Linked DNA regions of Muntiacus reevesi: region 1 is linked to region 2. Evidence: chromatin contacts called from public Hi-C data. All regions are on one chromosome and are shown on one strand. Each heading gives the region's core, a stretch centred on a gene start, on an enhancer-like site or on the middle of the called end of the contact. The rest is flanking DNA. Distances are from core to core; before and after follow the strand shown. Region 1 holds the start of PPP2R1A (protein phosphatase 2 scaffold subunit Aalpha). Region 2 holds the start of ZNF614 (zinc finger protein 614).

Region 1 (6,416 bases), core at 1,215-3,714, 180 kb after region 2:
CTGTTCCAGTAGGGGGAGATGCAGGTAGACAAGTGTTAGTGATACACATTACCTTTTTACTTGCCTCCAGCAAGTGGTGAGGATTTTGGTCAAGCGCCACTAACATCTGATGTACAAAGTTTTCATTATATAAATTATATTCTCTTTGTTGGCAAGTTAGAGGCCCCAGCCTCCATAGCCTTGTCTAACTTGTCATCACATCTCTGCCAGTTGGGGTAGCTGATATAACCTGACCAAATTCAAATCCTATTTTCCAGTGAAAGTTTAATGGGATTCTTTGGGCAGATTACCATGCTCAATCGTTCCATCAGTGAAAAGAAAAACTATTGTTTCTTGGACTCCCCATTAGCCAAATGAGGCCCAAAACTCACTACACTCCTGGGACATGGGAGACAATGTCCTAATGATTTTGTCAGTTAATACCTCTGGCAAAGGGATGCAGCCTCCACTTAAAAGTCCCCACTGCTTTATGAACTCAGGGCCACTCTGACAATACCAACAGGTGCACTGCTTATAAACAGCAGTAATTAGCTTGCCAATAAATGCACCTCAAAACTGAAGCCTGATCTGTAGAAGCCTTGCGATTCTCGGGCTTGATATTCCAAATTTGGGGATGAATCAACTTGGACTCCACTGCCACCAAGGTACAAAGGGCCCCCAAAGTCCTGCATCTTACGGGAATCATTTATTCGAGAATGAACCCAGACTGGCTCCAGCAGCATCCTGGCTTTATAGGAATAAGTGGCATCTATCCCTTTGGGGGAAATTTTCAGCTCTACACTATTGCCAAAGCCAATGGCACTTCCAATCCTCAGTCCTCGAGCCCTCCCTAAATGCATGGTCTGACATACACGGATGCTTTAGGCAAGCTGAAACCTAACGGTGCTCCCTGGGCCGCTGTGGTTCTGCAGTATTAGCGCCAGCTGTGCAGAAACAGAAAACAGACGTGGTCAGACACCTGAACAATTGCCAGCGTGTCCAGGTGGCACACAGCGTTTAGTGTGCCTTGGACATCCCTCTTTTAGGATGTGAGCTGTGGAAACAAGCTGTTGTGCTGAGAGAACTGTTTGGGTCACTGGCTGAACTACCTTTGGTCAGGGTCTTTTCTGTGAAGAGTCTGACCAGAATCAAGCTGCTGACTGCATCTATGAGCTGCAGAGGCTGTCTCTGCATGGCACACTTGGGACTCTGGTGGGGGGGAGCTTTGTTGAGGTGTAACTGACAAAATTATAAGATATTTAAAGCGCATCCTTAGCTAAGGAGATTTATAGCCTCCACGAGTTGGCAGAGTAGGGGTTGGGGGAAGATCCTGGGAATAAGATGTTGAAGCTGAAACTCCAATACTTTGGCCACCTGATGCGAAGAGGTGACTCATTTGAAAAGACCCTCATGCTGGCAAAGATTGAGGGGAGGAGAAGAGGACAACAGAGGATGAGATGGTTGGATGGCATCACCGACTCAACGGATATGGGTTTAGGTAGACTCTAGCAGTTGGTGATGGACAGGGAGGCCTGGCGTGCTGCGGTTCATGGGGTCGCAAAGAGTCGGACACGACTGAGCGACTGAACTGAACTGGGAATAAGGAGGAAAAGACTGAAATATGCAACGTCTCCCTGGCTCAACCCCCGCTCCCTTTTATAAGGAGCAGTTTCCTAACTGGAGTGGGTCTTTAGCAGATTCAGCTAAGGGATACGAATTTTGAGAGAGAGGGAGGGAGGGAGAGAGATTGACTGATTACGTGGCTCTGGGTGCTTGGCCAAGACTGAAGAGAGGACGGGAAGAGGATATAGGTAGAGATCTGACGATTTAATAGGAACTGCTTCCCAGATAGAACGTACAGTTTGGGCAAAGGCTTGTTGGCATGAAAAAGCATGACGTGCTCAAGCAGTTAATTTTCCAAAACTGCTGAAGAGTAAAAAGGGGAGGTGGGAGGCAGGCGTTCAGGAATCAGATCCACGCCTGAGGGGCGTTGGGTTTTACCCAGAGTAAGGCAAGTCGCCACCCTTCTCGGGGCCTCAGCAAAACAAGGCATAAATCAAAGACCCACTCTCTCCTCCTTTCCCACAAAAGTTCAGGAGTCCGCTTGCCAGCAAGAGGAACTACTACCTCCCAAACCAAAACCTGCAGATAGTTCTGGTAGCCCTGCCAATGACGTCATGCATTCCTAGCAACGCAGGCGCAGAAGAACTCGGAGAGGCACTGGCTTAGCCACCTCCCAATCTTGCTCTTCATTGGCTAGAAACAACCACTCGTCTAGGCCGATGTTAGCGGCGACCTAGGCGGGCCCAATCTTGGTCGCTAAGATACCACGTACTTCCGTTTCCTCCTCCCCCTCTCCTAGGCTCCGGCAAACTTAATCTCGTCCCTTCGGCCAATGGCAAATGGGCGGTAGGCGGGACCTTATTTGTTCGGACCAAAGAAACGCAGGCTCGGCCCGGAGTATCGCGGCCAATGAATGTGGGGTAGCCCCTGTAAAGTGGCTCGGGCGTCCCCACGCCTTTCTTTCCTCCTCCCAGCCCAACCCCTCCCTATCCCGGTTTTAGCACGGCGCTGGCCGCAGTCTTGACAGGAACGGGACGGGCCCAAGATGGCGGCGGCGGACGGCGACGACTCGCTCTACCCCATCGCGGTCCTCATAGACGAGCTCCGCAACGAGGATGTTCAGGTCCGGAAGCAACGGGAACTTGAGGAAGAAGGGAAAGGGGACCTGGGGGCACGGGCGTCCCTCGCGGACAAGGTTCAGTGTTCGCTGGGAGTGGCGGAAGGGGCGGCGGCCAATCAGCGTTCCGTTTTCATCTGTTATGGTCCCCGGACTCGATGAGACGGCGCCCGGGATTGGGTGTCGGCCCAGCGGAGGGCGGGCGCGAAGGCGAGCTTGGAGGGTCCCGGGCCTGCCAAGTGCGCGCGGGGCCCCGGGCCTACGAGGCCGCGGCTCTGGAGAGGGTCGACCGATTGGGTTGGGTGAGAGGGGAAGGAACGGCTCGGTGATTGGCGGCAGCAGCCCTTGAATGGCGCCTTGGGGATGGGGTGGGCGCGTGACTTGCTCTGAGTGGGGGAGGGGCCGCCTGCTTGGTGGGGGTCCGGGTAGTTTTCACCCTTCAAGGTTTCAGCGGCTAAGGCTGCGCTGTGGGATAAACTTTCCAAATGGAGACTGAGACGTGAAGACTGACTTTCCAATTCCTGCCCGCCCACTCTCTCCAGTTTTGGTGTAGACCCCCGAAGGGGAAGGGGGCGAAAAGCTCCCTCCCAAAGCGGGAACTGGCCAAATTCAGGTACGAATTACGAGGTGAAAACTAGCCCCCTTTCCGGGATCCTCCCGTTGAGTGGAGGGTGGGCAGTGTACTAAACGGACTAACATTTCTAATGTGTGGGAGCGGGGGTCTCAGATATCTGAACCCAGCAGGCGAAGGGTTGAGAAGAGGTAGGGTTCTAGGGTTTGCCTATCCCAGCCCTGCCTCTCATCCGAATGACCTTGGGCCGATTACTTCACCGATCTGGGCCTTTGTTTTCCGTAAACTGGTCTAATAATAGTCCTGTCTCATTGGTAGGTTGTAAGGGGCTGAACGAGTTAATAATACGAGTCATATAGAACGGCGCCCGGTCTGTTGTAAGGGCCGAATAAATGTTAGCTGTAATTGTGGGGAGTGGTGATTGAAAAGTTTCGATCCTCCCTATGGGCCTCAATTTCCCCGTTTATAAAATTGCGCGAGTTACACTGGCCCAGCCTCAGTGGTTTGGGCTCTTATGACCGTAGTTTGGGAGTCAGAACAGCAAGGCCAGCGTGGTGGCTGCACAGTGAATGTCGAAGTGGTGGCAGATGAGGATTAATCCAGAGCTAGATCAAGTGAGGCCTGTGGACCAGCAAGGCAAAGACTTTGGTGAGGTGGAGGAGCCAGTGCCAGGCTTTGCTTAGAGGAATGACATGCTGTGACTTCTCACCCTCGAATAGGGGCCAGGCAGGATCAGAGAGCCCTATCTGGATGCCACTGCAGAGCAGCACCAGCATTGGCAGGATTAGGGGTATCTGGTGGTTTTGATGCCGTGTGGTGAGTGATGGAGGAGGAGGAGTCAGGATGACTGAGCTTTGAATCCTAGCGCTCCCTGTGTGCCCTGGACCAGTTAGTGCCTTGCCTGTTCTGGGTCCAGATTCCTCATCTGTAAGGAATAGTGATGAGTGAGGAGGAAGCAGCACCTACCTGGTTGGGAGGTTGCAGTGGAATTGGCCCCTTAAGTGGCTGCCTCAGAGAAGGCATTCAGTGATGACCTCATTCAGTTGTCATAGCAGTTTATGGTTTTCTCTTTGGAAAGTGAGGTTCAAAGAAATTGCTTCCTTAGCCAGTAAGAAACAGTGGCTGGGTTGCATTGTCTCAGGGGTGTTTGGGGCACCACATTTCTTAAAATGTGGTCCACTGGTGGAGAAGCCAGGTTTCTGTGTTACTTAGACTGTCTGCTTCAGTTTTCTCACCTATGAAGTGGGAAAAGGGAATTCCCTGGCGGTCCAGTGTCTGGAACTCGGCACTTTCACTGCATTGGGCTCAGAGTTCAGTCTGTGGTTGGGGAATTAGGGTCCTGCAAGCCGTGCAGTGGAGACTCCCCCCCCCCCCCCAAAGTAATACTTAGCACTTCATAGGGATGTTTCAAGGATTAAATAGGTTAGTACACGGAAACTGCTTAGAACAGTGCACGACATGTTTTAAGTTTTCATTAAATTTAGTCTGCTGGTTGTAAGATGAGAGCTTCATTTCTCAAAGGTGAGGTGCTTCAGACATTTAAAAACTGTTCTCTTAATGGTTACTATAGAGCAATGGGTCTTAACAGGTTGTCACGACTGGTGGTGGGGGAAGCTCCCCAACATCATGCACTGCCCAGGCCATCCCTTCACAAGGGATGGCCCAGCCCCAGAGGTGGTGCCAAGGCTGAGGAACCCTGCTGTATGCCAGCCTGCTAAGTGCTTTATGTGTGTTTGTTGAGTCCTCACAGAAGACATCTGAGATAGGTGCTGGGTTTTTTTCCAGTAAATGATTTTTCATTGTCAGATCTCACGCCACAGAGAAAATAGTACCAAATCCAGTTTTTAAAAAAAATTTTGTCATGTTTTTTCACCTGTTTCTCCCCCCCCCACACACTTTTTTTTTCCCTGAAGTATTTTAAAAATAAAACCCACGCCCCAGATACTTTCTCCTACATACTTCATTTTGCACCTCTAAAACCATGGACTTTTTTTATTTGGCTGTGTGGCACAGCATGTGGGATATTTGTTCCCGTACAAGGGATCAGACTGCAGGGTGCCCCCTGCATTGGAAGCATGGAGTCTTAACCTGTGGACCACTAGGGATCCTAAAACCATGGGCATTTTAATAACCACATTGCCATTATCATACATCAGTTCAATTCAGTCACTCAGTCATGTCCGACTCTTTGTGACCCCATGGACTGCAGCATGTCAAGCCTCCCTGTCCATCACCAACTCCCAGAGATTCCTCAGACTCATGTCCATTTTGTCAGTGATGCCATCCAACCATCTCATCCTCTGTTGTCCCCTTCTCCTCCTGCCTTCAATCTTTCCCAGCATCAGGGTCTTTTCCAGTGAGTCAGTTCTTCCCATCAGTTGGCCAAAGTATTGGAGTTTCAGCTTCAGCATCAGTCCTTCCAGTGAATATTAAGGACTGATTTCCTTTAGGATAGAGTGATTGGATCTCCTTGCAGGCCAAGGGACTCTCAAGAGTCTTCTCCAACACCACAGTTCAAAAGCATCATACATAACAAAGTTTTTACAGTGATCTTTGATGTCATCTAACAGTCGATTCATACACATAATCAGATTTTCCTGATTGTTCCAGAAGTGACCTTTTACAATTGGCTCCTTTAAATCAGATTCTGAGTCTTCAATCTGAATGTTTGGTCATTGTCACACAACCCAATAAATACTGAAATAGGACTTAGCCAAGAGCATTGGATTTCAGGGCAGCACTTTTCACCACCAAGCTGGGCCCTGTGGAGACAGAGTAGGCCAGAGGTGATACAGAGGTGTCAGTGCCATGGGTGGAGGCAGACGAGGGTTTCGAGTCCTGGTCTGGCAACTTTATGAGTTACTCAACCGTTCTGGGCCTTGATTTTCTTGTTAAGTGAGGAAAAGGGCGGGAGACATACCTGGCAGGGCTGCTGTGAGGATTAAATGAGATAAACTATGTAAAGACAGCAGGTTCTTACATGGTCTAAGACATTTTGGATGCCCACATCTTAGAAATGTGACATCACAGGGTCCGGCTTCTTTTCTGGAGTGCATAGGGTACACGGGGGTTTGAAGCAGTGCTCAGGAATCAGGTTGTGCTCTGAGAGTTTAGTTGGTGGAGGGTGATGGTGAAGAACATGAGTTCAAGATCCACGCTCTGCCATGCCTTCTCTGGATGACCTGC
Region 2 (6,475 bases), core at 2,971-5,470:
GTTACATAACCATAATACATCATCAAACCCAATAAAATGGCATTGATGCAGTGCTGTTAAGTAAACTGGATCTTATTTGGATTTTAGTAGGTTTTTGCATGTACTAATTTGTATGAAGTTTTTTGTTTTTAGTATATATTTTTAAGAAATTTTATCTTATACATAGGATTTCTGTAAAGCCCACCACAATTGGTGCAGAATTGTGCCAACATAAAGAAGCATCTTCCTGCTACCTCTCTGTGGTAACACACTTCCCCCACCCCTGACCATGGTGACCACTGGTCAGACTCCATCACTCCAACTTGGTTATTTCAACAATGCTGTTAAAATGGAATCATACAGTGTGTAGCCTTTGAGATAGGCTTCGTTTCACTCAGCAGATTGCTGTTAAGATCCATCCAAATTTTTTGGTGTATAAATAGTTTTACTTGTTAATAGTATTCTTTTGTATGGCTGTACAATGACTTATCTGTTTACTGTTGACAGATGTCTGGGTTGTTTTCCAGTGTTTCATTGTTTTGAATAAAACCCTATGAACATTTGTGGACCCAACTTTATGGGAAAGGAAGTATTTGTTCCTTTGGGGTAAATACCCAGCAGTCATATGTTACATTTGTGTTTAACTTTATAAGAGACTGCCAAATTTTTCTAGAGTGGCTGTACTAATTTACATTCTCACCAGTAGTGTATGAACACCCCGGATGTTCCATGTCTTTTGTAGCAGTTGGCACTATCATACTTGATTCCAGCCATCCTGTCAAGTATGTGGTAGTAGATAATGATGGCCTTAATTTACAATTCCCTAACAGTGAATATCTCAACACTTCTACCTACATTGAGAACCATATCAGGTAAAGTTGTCATGTCTGCTTTCAACCACCCAATGTAATTTTAAAAAACTCAAAAGGAGACTAACCTATTATATTTGATGATCTGTTTACCCTTTCCATTCCTTTTCCTTCATTCCTGATGTCACATGTTTCCTTCTGTTATTTTCTTTTTGTCAGTCTCCTTTATCAATTCTTTTAGGGCAGGCCTGCTTGTAACAAATTCTTAGTTTTCCAAGCAATAGATCTCTTCTCTTGTCTTTATCCAGAGTTAATTTCTTTGATATAATAAGGATATTTAACCCAGTTTACAAATGATGAGTGTTGCTTTTAGGGGAAAAAGAAAAGGACATTTGCCATACAGTATTGTGGCAGTATTCAGTATCCAACTGCATGGTAAGTAATTCATTCCTTTAAAAATATTTGTTAAGCATCTACATTTGGCCAGACACTGTTTTAGTCACTGGAGACTCATCAGTGAATAAAACAGGCAAAGCCACGGCCTTCATGGAGCATACAGTCTAGTGAAGGTGACTGAGTAAATACACATCAGAATATCAGTTCTGATCAATGTTTTGGAGAAATATTAAACCTAGTACATATGCTGTCATGGGGAAGCTATTTTAGAAAGGGTTTCCAAGGAAGGCTCTTGTGGGCAAATGTAATTTGAATCAACATCTAAATGTACCAGGGGGAGCCAACAAGATCTGTTGTGAGCCAAGAACACCCTAGATGTGTTTCTAAGTGTTTTCTCTGGGCTTCCTGCCTCAGGATTCTCTGAGAGGCTTGTCAAAGATGCAAGCTCTTGAGTCACACTGCAGACCCAAACCAGAACCTGTGAGACTGGGGACCCCAGACTCTGGGTTTCTAAAATGACCTTTCTGATCTATACTTAAATTTGAACAGCTCTGCCCTAAATCCCAGATTAGTGCAGCCACTCCCACCCCACATTGTCAGAGGATGGATTCTGGGCAGATATTCTACAACAAAGAATCAGACATGAGGGCCCCACCCACCAGGTCCTCAGATGCTTTCTCCTTGTCCTTCTGTGAACCTGCGGATGCTGCCATGGCAGGGTCAGAGCAGCTCATTCCTGAAACTGATCAGTCAGGGTCACAGAATGGGCTGCCCTGAGTTCTCTGGACCACATGCTCAACTCACCTTTCAGAGTTTGACATCTCAGGTGAATAGGGCTGGAATTTAATCTCTGAAGGGAATGTAATACTATTATTAAAACAAATTCTTAATGTATAAAAATTAAAAAGCACATGTAAACAAATTTTATCACCCATATTATACCTAAGAGCAAAATACCATTAACAATACATTCTCCAAATTTCAAATGCAGGTAAGTATATTTTTTACAAAAGAAAAATGAGACAAGTCTATATTTACTATATTATGAACATCTACATCATTCAGTATTCTAAAACTTTTCTAAAATGGACATGTTTTCATAATAAAGTAAAATATAATTACTATACAAAGATATTAACAATGAAGAATTGCAAAAACTGGGAATGTGAAAACTTATATTCTCTACTCATAAGCACAAAGTAATCCAAGCTAAATAGTTAACCAATCAGAATTTTCAAGACAAACATTTATGGTTTGTTCTCATAAAAGGATCAAAATATATACACTATCCTGCAGATGCTTTTTATCTTCTGAAGAATACTTCAGTTCAGTTCAGTTGCTCAGGTGTGTCCAACTGTTTGCAACCCCAAGGACTGCAGCAAGCCAGGCCTCCCTGTCCATCACCAACTCTCAGAGTTTACTCAAACTCGTGTCCATTGAGTCAGTGGTGACATCCAATCATCTCATCCTCTGTTGTCCCCTTCTCCTCCTGCCTTCAATCTTTCCCAGCATCAGGGTCTTTTCAAATGAGTCAGTTCTTTGCATCAGGTGGCCAAAGTATTCGAGTTTCAGCTTCAGCATTAGTCATTCCAATGAATATTCAGGACTGATTTCCTTTAGGATGGTCTGGTTGGATCTCCTTGCAATCCAAGGGACTCTCAAGAGTCTTCAACACCACAGTTCAAAAGCATCAATTCTTCCATGCTCAGCTTTCTTTATAGTCCAACTCTCACATCCATACATGACTACTGGAAAAACCATTTTCCTTATTTATACTAACAATCTTTAAATGTTATATACTGTTATACTGAGTGGATAGCCCATAATTTACCAAAGCATCTATTACTGTACACTTAGGCTTTTCCTTTGTTTATTATGAAAGCCTCTGTGGTTAATAAAACTTTTTACCAAATATATCGTTGGAATTAGAATTGCTGGGTCAAAGAATGAAAAATTTAAATTGGATCTAGGTTGCCTTCTAAAAATCATCTTTAGACCCTCTAGAACTACACTTCCCATGCCTACATAAAAATAACATTTTAAAGCATTTTTTTCATGTGTGAACTATGCCAATCATGATAATTGCATTATCTCATAATTTTACATCCTCAAATGCCCCACAGTCACTATTTACTTTTGAAAACATACAGTTCACACATTTTCACCTCATCCTCTTACCCACTAGATGTCGCTATGTGTCCATCCCACGCGGATCTTAGTTTTTTTTTTTTTTTTTTTTTTTTTTTTTTTTTTTTTAATCGCGATATACCTCTAGCTATTCTGGTTTAGCCGGTGGCAAAAATGCGGACCGGCTGAGCCACTGAACTGAACTATAGATAAGCAACCTGCTTGCAATGCAGATGCCCAAGCTTCGATCCCTAGGTCCGAAAGATTCCCCCGCAGAAGGGCATGGCAAGCCACTCCAGTATTCTTGCTTGGAGAATCTCATGTATAAAAGAACCTGGCGGGCTACAGCCCGTGGGATCGCAAAGAGTCGGACACTACTGAAGTGACTTTGCATGCATACCTCTACAAAAGCTGTTAGTTCTTCTAAACTACATAAGCCCTTACCCACTCCACATTTAACTGCTTTCTCCACAAACCTAAGATTATAAGTGACCACTACTTTTGTCAACTCAGTGGCCGGTGCCTCTCCACAGAGAGGTCTCGGCTTCTATTAGATTTTAATCTTCCCAAGTCACCGGGAGCCTGTGCCCTTTCCGTCGTACGGACACCTGCCCTCTATCATGGCCGCGCCCTTCGGGGACCAGCTCTAAAGTTCACAAAGGTTCGCCACCATCTTTCTTTTTTCCTCAGCCGGCTGAACTCGCCACTTGACCTTGGAAGGGCATTGACCTCTGAAATCTTAACGCAGTTAGTACAGAATGGTTGGTCATTCCTTGCAACCAGGAGGGAAAAGCATTTAGGGTGAGAGGAATGATTTCAACTTCTTTCCACAGCCGTTACGGCCTGTCTCGTCAGAAACGCCAAGGTGGGTGTGGCCATGTTACGTCATAAAGCGGAGTCCGCTGACGGAATCCGGAAATCCGGCAGCGCTCCAAGGTCGTCGGCTGATAATCTGAACCTGAAGGTCTACCTCCTGAAGGACTGTGAAAGGCGTCGGTAGAGAAAGTGGGCTGCAGCATTCTGTTGCTGCCAGTGGTGTCTGAGCGGGTTTGGGATCAGGTGAGTTTAATCTGGCATTTAGACGGCCTGGTGGGGGCTCTCAGTATTTGAGGAGGTCTGGGGTCCTTGGAGAATCCGCAGGCTCGGGATCGAATGCCGGAAACAGACCTGAAGGCTGCATTTCTCCAGTTAATTCGAGTACAATCCTCTCCTAGTAAGTCCTCAAGGTCTCTACTAAAAACTTTGGCTCCCCGCATCACCACTGTTCTCACCATCCTCACAAAATTCAGTGTGGTTGATCTAGTTATAAATTTACAGTTTTTAATGTAGTTTAATATAGTTTCCGTTCCTCTTGTCCCGAAGTTTACTATACTTCTTTTGGATATTTCCGCTTAGAGTCATTCTTACTCAAAAGCTTCTCCCTTACCCTATATTCTGTTCTGCAGTGCGAATTTTTTAATAGGCGGTTAATATACCAAAGATTTTTTTTAAACATTTGAGATTATCTGTGTAAGCATGATGGGTGACTGTATCACTTAATTTCTCTGTTCTCAACACATTTGCATCTGAAATATTTATACTTTTTAAAAATAGTTCCAGTAGTGTCAACTCAGGTTGGTGAACCACTGGCATGGTGTCTGGAATGGAGGTAGTTTTGACATAAGTATTCAAAAATATTCGATTATACTTTCATTAACCCATTTTGACTTTCTGATTACTTTCTGATTCTACCACTCCACTTAAAAATTTATGGCGCCTTTTTTTTCTCCCCCCCCCCCCCCCCCGAGATTTCTGGCTACTTTTATTTCTTGGTGAACACTTTTCCTTGACCTTTTTTGGAAATTTCAGTTGATGGGTTCTTTTTTGTTTGGTTGGTTTGGGGGTTTTTTTACTGTAGTAAAGGAAGTCTTTTTTTATTGTAGTATTATTTGCTGCAAAATTCACCAAGTATAAATATACATTTCAGTACTTTGAATTTCTAGAGTTGCACAGTTCAATTTTAAAACATTTCTGTCACCCCAGAAATTTTCCTTGATCTCTGTACACTCAAGTTTCCACTCCTATATACTCATGAAAGTATCAACGCCTTGAAGACAGTGAACATACCTGTCACGTTGAGAAGTTTCATCGTGTTCCTTTTTAATCTCTGCCTGTCATATTCCGCACACCTCCCCAAGCAACCACCAATCTATTCAACCACCAATCTATTCTACATTACAATAGGTTACTTTATAATTTTAAAAACATTTATGTAAATTGAATCATACAGTGTACATTCATTTTCATTCTAACTTGTTTCATCAGCATTCAATTCAGTTCAGTTGCACAGTCGTGTCCAACTCTTTGTGACCCCATGGACTGCAGCACGCCAGGCCTTCCTGTCCATCACCAACTCCCAGAGTTTACTCAAACTCGTGTCCATTGAGTCGGTGATGCCATCCAACCATCTCATCCTCTGTTGTCCCCTTCTCCTCTTGCCTTCTATCTTTCCCGGCATCAAGGTCTTTTCAGATGAGTCAGTTCTTTGCATCAGGTGGCCAAAGCAATGGAGTTTCAGCTTTAGCATCAGTCCTTCCAATGAATATTCAGGGCTGATTTCCTCTAGGATAAACGGGTTGAATCCAAGGGACTCTCAAGAGTCTTCTCCAGCAGCACAGCTCAAAACAATTAATTCCTCCGTGCTCAGCTTTCTTTATAGTCCAATTCACATCCATACATAACTACTGGAAAAACCATAGCCTTGACTAGACAGACCTTTGTTGGCAAAGTAATGTCTCTGCTTTTAAATATGTTGTCTAGGTTGGTCATAACTTTTCTTCCAAGGAGTAAGTGTCTTTTAATTTCATGGCTGCAGTCACCATCTGCAGTGATTTTGGAGCCCCAAAAATAAAGTCAGCCACTGTTTCCCCATCTATTTGCCATGAAGTGATGGTACTGGATGCCATGATCTTTGTTTTCTGAATGTTGAGCTTTAAGCCAACTTTTTCACTCTCCTCTTTCACTTTCATCAAGAGGCTCTTTAGTTCTTTGCTTTCTACCATAAGATTGGTGTCATCTACATATCTGAGGTTATTGATATTTCTCCCGGCAATCTTGATTCCAGCTTGTGCTTCCTCCAGCCTAGCGTTTCTCATGATGTAGTCTGCATATAAGTTAAATAAGCA

What was found. A called contact is a pair of places that touch in the nucleus more often than the background predicts.
Region 1: a Hi-C map of muscle shows a contact between it and region 2, with 4 times the contacts expected there. The contact joins the promoter of PPP2R1A here to the promoter of ZNF614 in region 2. A contact is called at or near these places in 2 of 3 Hi-C or Micro-C datasets (blood and muscle).

Annotation. Positions count from the first base shown.
Region 1 is chr2:271,958,512-271,964,927 of mMunRee1.1, forward strand. It overlaps PPP2R1A (protein phosphatase 2 scaffold subunit Aalpha), which reads left to right and starts at 2,465. Exons shown (of 15, transcript XM_065926680.1): 1 at 2,465-2,665. The coding sequence starts at 2,588.
Region 2 is chr2:271,772,389-271,778,863 of mMunRee1.1, forward strand. It overlaps ZNF614 (zinc finger protein 614), which reads left to right and starts at 4,221. Exons shown (of 5, transcript XM_065926573.1): 1 at 4,221-4,370. It also overlaps a transcript of LOC136161576 not described here.